Linked DNA regions of Hordeum vulgare: region 2 is linked to region 1. The links are chromatin contacts, called in public Hi-C maps. All regions are on one chromosome and are shown on one strand. The core of a region is the stretch at or near the end of the contact, and the rest is flanking DNA. Distances in the headings are between cores, read along the strand shown. Region 1 holds the start of LOC123412260 (probable L-type lectin-domain containing receptor kinase S.5). Region 2 holds the start of LOC123411864 (pentatricopeptide repeat-containing protein At3g22470, mitochondrial-like).

Region 1 (4,625 bases), core at 535-3,034:
GCGACCGAAATGGTACCGCCCGTTGGGCTCTTGACTGCCACATTCATAAATTTGGACGGATACAATTTTATTGTCATCCTTAAACGAACGAAAAACGGACGCGTTGGAGTTGGTGTGATGGCGCATGATGGTTGCACCTGATCGTAGAACCTGCATGCTCTTATCATGTCTGCCAAAGTGGTCGTCATGACGCTTCCAGCTCGCATCTCTTTTGGGCCCAATTATTCTCGCGGTTTCGCGTACTAGTCCATGACTTCACACTGCAAAGTCGAGCCATGTAGCGATCTTTTGGAGGGAATAGGAAAAGAAAAGTGCAATGCCCTGAAGTCCTGAACAACTCAAAGTTGGTACGGAGACATGGCTGGCTGTGCATGTGCAGGCTACTGATGCTGCGGTTGATAGGATAACATCAGATCCCTGGAAAGAAAATCCTGGACTACAATGCTTGAACTGTAATTTCTTTAACCGAATCCTTGTCTTCCCATTCATTCCCAGCGGATCCTTTTTATCCCTTTTCATTGAACGAACCAAGTTCACCTATACGAGAGTGAGGAATAGAAATCCTACAATCAACTTCCCTATTCCAGTTCCAGTTAGGTTTCCTCGGAATTTCTACTCCAATCCGAACTCGTGGAGACCATCTTGCTCATCGTTGCCGGACAACATTTGTTACATTTGCTGCCATGCGTTATGTCAGTGCGTCACAACCCTCGACCGGGACATGCAGTCAACTGTTGACCGGTGGATCGTCCCCCGTTGGCCAGCCGCCCGCCCGTGAACACCTTCTGCCTGCCGTCTCCTTCTTGTTCGGTGTCACGTACAGCAACAAACAATGATAAGCTTGCTGTCAAAGTCTCAAAGAACAAAGAAACAAACAAACAATGATGAGAGGTGAGTTAGTACCATTAAAGGTTGGTGAAGACGGCCGGGTAATCGACATCCACCTATACCCACCTTTGTTCCTTTGGTAGAGGAGCATAAATCTCGTTGTTCATAACTAATACTCTCTTCGTCCAAATATAATTGTCATAAAAAAAAATCTAATATAGTATTTTACTTTTATACAACTTATTTTATTCATTCATACGATAAGTAATTCTGGATGAAAGGAGTACTAAGAAGAGTGCTCGACGACGAAGAATTGTCAAATTTATTCCGGCTAAGCTGTATACTACTTCCTCCGTACAATTATGGTGAAGAGAAAAATGAAAGAAAATAATATTTATTTGCTAATTAATATCATTGCATGTAATGCACTGATCATTGTATGTCATTCTAGATATCTTAAATCATTAAAAACATATGCAAACCAACCTGTGGTTGGATGATTATATGGACAATGGTATCTTCAGCCCATCAGGTTTTAAGTCCCGGTATTTGCATTATTTTTGAATCTATTTCAGGATTTTTCGACGATAAGCTTTTAGGGATAGGGTATGCGTATGTGCGTTTATATAGATGAGTATATGCGTGTGTATATGAACGCTTGCGTTTATACTCTATTCAAAAAAGTCATGAAAATCATACACGCATCACGATTTTTGTTAATTGATTTCTTTATTCACATAAAAAAACAAAACAAGATGAAAATCAGTACGCCGTATATAAGTATTTTAAAATTATTTGATTTTTTTTAAATAACTTATGGGTGTGGACGAAGGAAGTACTAGTAGTAGTATTCCTTCATTCCTCCGGTCAAAGCACAATCTCGTTCTTCACAACCAATGAGAGGGTTTGATGCCGAAGAGTGCTTAAGTTTGTTCCGTCAAGCAATACACGAGCACCAGTAGTAGCACTGCAGTCCAAAGTGCCAAAGAAAAACCACCAAGTTACAAAAGAAAAACCACCATCTTATGAGCTAAACTCAACATTTTATCCGAAATTCCGAGTCAGCATGGCGCTAAATTTCGAGCTCACAGCATACGAAGTCTATCTTGTAAAAACTCATCCTATCTCATAGAAAAGGGTAGTTGTCAAGAACTTCCAACTTGCCACATCACCTGCAGGCTGCAAGAAACAGCAAAAATCAGCATTGCTATCACCCCGATCACAGCCTCTCAGAAAGATTACGGGAAAAGCGACCTCGGGCGGGAGATAAGGTAAGGAGGCCAGCGCCTTCCTGTCTGCTTCTCCGCAAGGAGACACCGGTGTGAACGTGCCTGTGCAACCGCAAGAACCCTTTTTTCCCCTTTCTCCCTGTGACTTTTGCCTTTCTTACATCTACACCGGCGGCGGCAGAATCTAATCTCCCAGAGCAGGAAAACCGATAGAAATAAGCACGCGGCTTGGGCAGGTGCACCGTGCACGGCGTCCAGTTGAACCGAACCTCCCCGCACGGTCCTCCTGGTTCGCCATTAATGGCCGTGCATTTACTCGTACTGTCCCTCCTCGTCTTGGCCTCTTCTAGCTCAGGCTCCACCACCGCGCTCGCCACGAACGCCACTGCCGATGGCTCGCTGGATGGTCTGGATGCGGGGAGCGTCACCCGGTTCAGCTTCTCCAACTTCCATCCCGACTACCGTGGCAAAAACCTGACGGTGGTCGGCGATGCCGACATAACCAAGGGCGCGCTCCAGATCACGCCGGACACTCTCAACGAGCCCGCCCACTTCCTCACCAATAAGTCCGGCCGCGTCCTCTACTCCGCACCAGTCAGGCTCTGGCGCCGCGATAAGGGCGGCAAGGGCAAGGGCAATGCCGGCGCCGGCGGCAAGTTGAAGGTCGCGTCCTTCCGCACCGTCTTCACCGTCAACGTCTTCCGCGTGTCGGGCGCGGAGCCGGCGGAGGGGTTCGCGTTCCTTATCGCGCCGTCCGCGGGCGAGCCGCCCGCCGCGAGCTACGGCGGCTTCCTCGGCCTCACCAACGCGACGACCGACGGCAACGCCACGAACCAGGTCGTCGCCATCGAGCTCGACACCGAGAAGCAGCCATACGACCCTGACGACAACCACATCGGCCTCAACGTGAACAGCGTCGTCTCCGTCGCCAACGCCTCGCTCACGCCCCGCGGCATCGAGATCTCGCCGGCCAAGACCGCCAAGTACAACGTCTGGATCGACTACGACGGCGACGCCCGCCGCATCACGGTGTACATGGCCGACGTCGACGCCGCCAAGCCCGCGTCTCCGGTGCTCGCCGCGCCGCTGGACCTCGGGGCCACCGTGGCCGAGAAGTCCTACTTCGGGTTCGCCGCGTCCACGGGCCGCAAGTACCAGCTCAACTGCGTCCTGGCGTGGAACATGACGGTGGAGAAGCTGGACGAGCCCGGCAAAACCAAGGGCCTGATCCTGGGACTCGCCGTCGGGTTGCCCGTGGCGGCGCTCGCGCTGGGCGCCGCCGCCGCATTGGGGTACTACATGTGCGTGGTGAAGCGGCGGAAGGTGCGGCGCGACAAGGGCAGCGCCATCACCGGGAACATGATCCGGAGCCTCGCCGGCGGGCCGCGTGAGTTCGAGTACCGGGAGCTGCGGAAGGCGACCAACAACTTCGACGAGAGGATGAAGCTGGGGCAGGGCGGGTACGGGGTGGTGTACCGCGGCACGGTGACCGACGACCACAGCAACCCGACCGCCGCGGGGACCACGGTGGAGGTGGCGGTCAAGAAGTTCTCGCGGGCGAGCACGCAGGGGCAGAACGACTTCCTCGCCGAGCTCAGCATCATCAACCGCCTCCGCCACAAGCACCTCGTCCGCCTCGTCGGTAAGCCCTGCCACCCCACCCTCCGGCCGCCGCCGCCGCCGAGCAACTTGTTCATTTCTTTATTCGCTTGTGGTTTTTCCGACACGTGATTCTTGCACATGGGCTGTCGCCATTAACAAAGGCCAATTTGAACCCAATTTGCTCGGTTTCCTAAGGTTGATGCATGTGCACACTTGCGCAACAAATGCTTTGACCCTTCACTTTAGTTGAACTTTACAGCTTGAATGCGTTCGTGCCGTCAAACTTAATAGACCAACCAAGCTTTCCCAGTCTGTATTCTGCTTAATTAACAATGTCACCTTGTCCCTTTTTTAAATAAAAGAACATCTTGATCAATTATCACACAGGATGGTTTCATAGATACACCTCATTGCAAGCAACGCCCATCATGATCTATCTATTCGGTTCATATAAAAAGAAAAAAAAATCTATCTATTCCTTGGGTAAGGCCACATTTCTGACATTTTATGTTCATACTCTGTACATGTACAAAGTTTGGAGTATGCTGTAATCCAAACTTTGTGCATGTACGTACATGTTAGATTAGACATAAGCCCACATTTTTCTTACAAGAATATGATGATCTAAACATTTTGTCCAAGATTCTTACTGTTGTAGAACAAAAAAATTAGCGAGTGCGAGATGCAGAGTACTCCTGTAATTAACATGGCTGGATGGAGGGTGCAGGGTGGAGCCACGACAACGGCGAGCTGCTGCTGGTGTACGAGTATATGTCGAACGGCAGCCTGGACCAGCACCTGTTCAGCTCGGCGCCGGGGTCTCGGCCAGGGCAGCAGCTCGGGTGGGAGCTCCGGTACAGCATCGTGCAGGGCGTGGCGTCAGCGCTGCACTACCTGCACGACCAGTTCGACCAGCGCGTGGTGCACCGCGACCTTAAGGCCTCCAACATCATGCTCGACGCCGCC
Region 2 (5,367 bases), core at 718-3,217, 250 kb after region 1:
CTTCTTCCTCGTCGTCCTCCTCCCCGTCCTCCTCAACCAACCTAGACGACGAGGCTACATGGCTCAATGAAGCGAGGGTACGCATCGGGTCTACACGAGCATGAGTATAAATAGAGGTAGCACACCCAAGCAGGCCCACCAACTTGCGATAATGCTTCACAAACTTCTGCAATAAGAATGAAACAAGAACACAATATGGATCAAGTTTATGATTACAAATGAAAAAGAACAAATAAACAAGAACATAAGAATGAACATAATAATAAGAAATAAAGTAAGTCTACGAGGCTCGATGTTACCTTTATCGTTCCCCTCAACTTGTTATAAGAATCTTAGGTATGGGGGATAGAACTTAGCGCACCCGAGCCATCAAAAATGCTTTTGTTCAGCTTCGAAGCCTGCAAAAGTAGATTTAAAAAGAATAAATGAGTCACACCCACTAAAGTAGATTCCATCCAACCGCCGGTTTGAAACAAATGAACACAACTTACCGCTCTCTTCATGACGGGTGCATACTCCCTAAATCCGCCTTCTAACTCCCTAATGCTGTCATGGTAGGCTTCATTCTCGGAGTCGTCATCATATAGCGATTCGACATCTGTTGTCCTCAACTAGGCCCTAGGCACAGACAATGCTTCAAGCCATTGTCGTACCATCGCATGTGATCCTCGTAGTCCTCCCAGTCAAGCACTTTCCTCTCCACATATTTGCGAGTTTTCCACTCGTTCCATTCCCACACATATTTGTCATGCTTCTCTCCCCAATCCGTGATCGACTGACACTTGTAAACATGATTCATAAGTATGATTCATTCATTCATTTTGCATAAGACTTTTTAACATTATTCATTCATTTCTTTAATTTGCCAAAAATATATTAAATAACTTAAGCAATAATTCTCCAACATCCACTATGTGCATATGGTTGATTCATATCACAAACATGCATCACATCAAAACAAACCTAGAAGTTCATTCCTTCAATATGCATCATATCAACATTTTTTTTACATGAACTAGGGTTCATCATGTAGTTCATCATGAAAATACATACAATCTCTCCAACAGGTAACTACAACTTCATATTCAACCTCATAGAACATCTAGAATAAAGCTAAAACAAACCTAGGATTTTGTTTAAACAAGTTAAAAAAATAGGGTGGATTTGAAGCAAATAATGCATCAAATTGGATGCTATTTTACTAAAACTAATTGGAGGGATCGGAGAAGCTTACTTTTCTCGTTTCGGGGCCATCTCGATTCGCAAAAAATGGTGAAGGAATGAAAGAGATCAGAGAGGGAGAGTGAAGGGAATGAGAGAGGGTAAGAACTGCCATTCTTGCGGCGGGGTGGGGAGGAGATGAGGAGGGCGAACCGGTGCCCTGGCCTTATAAGTGTCCAGATCCTATCGGCATACCCTGCGACGGTAGGATTTCACAGCTTACCACCGAACCCTGTAGCTATAAGGGTGAGCGGAGCTCACGACAACCGTGAGTTGGCTGCTGACAAGGATTAGTCAGCTACCGCCGACAACTCTCGTGGTAGGCTGTCTAACCCTACCGCCAAGCTCCATGACGGTAAAAAAAAGGGTCAAATCACGATTTTTTTTCCATCCAAGATCAGATTCGGCTAAACATAGCCAAAAGGGTCAAAACACAAAATTTTGCCATTGTAGACACATATCTTGCACACTATCTATTTATAAATGTAAGACATTTTGGTAGTTCAGATTGTAACATTTAGTTTTGAAGTTATGTCGTGCTCTATGTTTCTAGGAAAGCCATGATGTGCCAACCTACACCAAAACAAAATTGCATTTTGTTTGGAAACAACAAAAGCCTTGAAGCGACGCACGGCAAGGCCACTCGCTTCGATCTGCTCGCTCCATCTTGAATCCAATGGTACACAGTGAGTGAGTTGGCATCATATTCATAGTCAACCAGTATACCTCAAGTGCGCGGAAGCCATTGCCGCCTGCCCTCAGTTTTCCCTCTCACACTCTCCTCCGCCGCCGGCGCCCGATGCGCCACCTCGTCGCGGCGGCGAAACCATCCCGGCGACGGCATTCCTTCTTCTCCTTATCCTCCTACCACCAACTCTCCACCACGACCACCAGCAGCACCTTTTCCTCCCATCTCTGCTCCTTCTACGACCCCGCGGCGCAGTTCCTTCCCTCCGGCTCTCCCCGGCACCTCTCCCTCCCAACCTCCCTCCGCCGCGACTCCTTCCTCGACCTCGCGCGCATCCTCAAGTCCTCCCTGCAATGCCACCTGGCTCTCCGCACCCTCACCTCCCAGACCCCCCCGCTCCATGCCCGCTTCGCCGCCGCCTCCCGCCTCGCCTTCTTGTCCCCGGCACTGCGCCCCTTCGCATCCCTCCTCCTCGCCGCCCTCCTACCGGCCGCCTCGCCGCATCTCCTCGCCTGGTGCGCCTCCCCAGGCGGCGCTCCATACGCCGCCCTCCGCCTCGCGCTCCACGCCTTTCTGGCCGCCGGCATGCCGGCTGAGGCGCTCGTCGTCCTCGCACGCATCCGCAGCGCCCGGAAAACGCCCAGCCTCTCGGCGATCGCGACGCTGCTGCGCCTGCTGTTCCGCGAGGGCAATGTCCAGGCCGCGTGGAAGGTGTTCGTGGAAATGACCGCGATGGGGCCACGGCCGAGCGTCGCCATCTTCAACGCCATGATCCTAGGGTTATGCCACAGGGGACTAGTCCCTGTAGCTGCGGGATTGCTTGGTGTCATGTGGAGGTTCCATGTTATCCCTGACGCGTGCAGCTATAACATCCTCATCAAGGGACATTGTGTATTTGGGCAGGCAGGGAATGCTTTTGAGCTGTTTGAAAAAATGCACAAGTCAGGGTGCGAGCCTACTGTTGTGACGTATAACATTTTGGTGAATGTATGGTGTCGTGTTGGGAATATGGTGGAGGCAAGGAGGCTGTTCGATGAGATGGTGGCGGTGGGGGTCGAAGCAAATACAATCACCTTCAATGTTTTAATCGATGGGTATGCAAAGACCGGGCAGATGGACGAGGCTGATGCCGCCTACAGAGAGATGAAGGAGAGGGGATTGCTGCCAGATTGCTGCACTTTCAACATTCTTTCTGCTGGAGCATACAAGTTTGGGAAGGCCGTGCACTTGGCACATGAGCAGCAGGAGCTGTATGAAATGTTTGGTTCACAGGTATCAGCAGACAATATAGATATGATGATCTGTCGGCTTTGTTGGGATGGACGATTGGATGATGCCCGGCAGCTTGTGTGTTGTGCAATCGAGCAGGGTGCTCCAGTGAGTGTTGCAGGATTTAATGCTTTGATTGCTGCATATAGCAAGGAGGGATTTGAAGAAGAAGCTCTCGAGTTATATAAACTCATGAAAGAGATAGGCCTTGCACCCTTATCCTCCACTTTCAATTACTTGATACTGGGTCTATGCAATCAAGGAAGACTAGATGATGCACAGCTTTTGCTAGAACATATGATTAGTAAGGGATATTCTGTTGGTACCTCATTTACAGTTTACATGGATTCATGCTTCAGGTCTGGTAATGTAGAAGGTGCCTTGAAATGCTGGGATGATATGTTGAAAGTTGGTGTGCAGCCTGATTTTATCGCTTTCTCAGCATATATCAGTGGCCTTTGCAGATTTGATCATGTAAATGAGGCTTATCGGGCATTTGTGGAGATGGAAAGAAGAGGTCTTGTTCCGAACAATATTACTTACAACTCTCTGATATCTGCGTTTTGTAGGGTTGGCCATGTGACCGAAGCACTGAAACTAGAGCAGAAGATGAGGCAGAGTGGTCTTGTTCCTGATGTTTTCACAAGCAACATTTTGATTGATGGTTTTTGCAGAGAAGGAAGGTTGGATATCGTGAATAACCGTTTCTTGGACATGCTCAGTAGTGGCTTAACTCCTGATGTAGTGACGTACAATACAATTATTAATGCATATTGCCGGGCCAAGGATATGAATGGTGCCATGATTTTCATGAACAAGATGCTTGCAGATGGCTGTGATCCAGATATTTTCACATATAATATTTGGATTCATAGCCTCTGCAACAACCATTCGATGAATCGAGCAGCGAGAATGCTGGATGAACTTGTTGCTATTGGTTTCACACCTAATTCAGTTACATACAACACACTGATGGATGGCATTTGCAGTGATGTCCTTGATCGAGCTATGATTCTCACCGGTAAACTGATTAAGATGGCTTTTCAACCCAACACCATCACACTTAATGTTTTCTTTTCTCATTTCTGTAAGCAAGGCCTTGGAAGGCGAGCCCTTGTGTGGGCGGAGAAGCTCAGAGAAGGTTCTGTTGCTTTTGATGACACAACAATGAATATACTTGACTGGGCTTCCAAGGAGATGGAGGATGACCTCCAGGGTAGAGTTGCTGATATTGACAAGTGTATGTTTCTCGAGTTCTTAATGCTCATAACGTACAACACTATGAGCAATAATAGATCCCCAAAGTTTAGACATGTGCCAGTTATTGATCCTGCTGGCAGCGATACAATCGAAGTTTTAGACACTGGGTAATAACCAAAGTTCATAATCACATGAGCTACTTGACAACATGAGCCACACGATCAAAGTTTTTGGTGTCAATGAGGGACGTCGGCATTGAGATGACACAATGGTCGCCAGCCTGGAGGAGGCAAGCAAGCAGACATCAATTAGCTGGCCAGACAAACGAGAGGAGGAGGAAGAAGACGACGGGACTAATCGGTCAGGGTGTGTGGTCGATGGGGTCCTGTCGCCAAAGGGCACCATCTACTGCTGCAAGCACTTCGACTCCGACCTTGCCTATGCCCAGCACATTGTGTCCAAGGTCTCGGTCTCCTCCTATGTCTCCCATCTCCATCTACACCCCTTCTCCATTTTTATTCATCCTGTTTCCTCGCCAGATGTTCCGCTGCAAGCATGGCAAGGCCTACCTCTTCGACAAGGTGTAAGTAATTGGATCACAGCGCCCTGCCTCAACCTTGATCTTATTATGTGTCTCCATGTTGGCATCATAGTTTTACTGTGTGCTTTGTTCTTTGTGACACAGATGCTACTGCATTATTATTTAGAATAGTGGTGCTCTATTCTCTCATACTCTGTGTGCCCATGGTCATGAAGCCATTGCAATTTCTAGTGTGTTGGGCTGTGGTCACGGTCTGTGATGCAAATATACAATGTTGGATACAAAAATATATGATATGGCCATAGCTGGATGCTCAGTTTAGTATTGTACACTGTCAGAGACATTCTTTGTAAAATCAGTTTTGCAGCACTTCACTGAGAGATAGATTGTGTTCCTCAGTCTATGTTTGCTCTGCAATCTTTGATCCAAGATTCTGATTCAGAATGAT

Evidence for each region. A called contact is a pair of places that touch in the nucleus more often than the background predicts.
Region 2: a Hi-C map of seedling shows a contact between it and region 1, with 5 times the contacts expected there. The contact joins the promoter of LOC123411864 here to the promoter of LOC123412260 in region 1. A contact is called at or near these places in 4 of 6 Hi-C or Micro-C datasets (leaf, seedling and an unstated tissue) and 1 of 1 datasets of contacts at active chromatin or transcription factors (embryo).

What each region holds. Positions count from the first base shown.
Region 1 is chr7H:183,648,252-183,652,876 of MorexV3_pseudomolecules_assembly, forward strand. It overlaps LOC123412260 (probable L-type lectin-domain containing receptor kinase S.5), which reads left to right and starts at 1,785. Exons shown (of 2, transcript XM_045105208.1): 1 at 1,785-3,699; 2 at 4,387-4,625. The coding sequence starts at 2,358.
Region 2 is chr7H:183,902,953-183,908,319 of MorexV3_pseudomolecules_assembly, forward strand. It overlaps LOC123411864 (pentatricopeptide repeat-containing protein At3g22470, mitochondrial-like), which reads left to right and starts at 1,968. Exons shown (of 2, transcript XM_045104822.1): 1 at 1,968-4,841. The coding sequence starts at 2,021. The coding sequence ends at 4,549.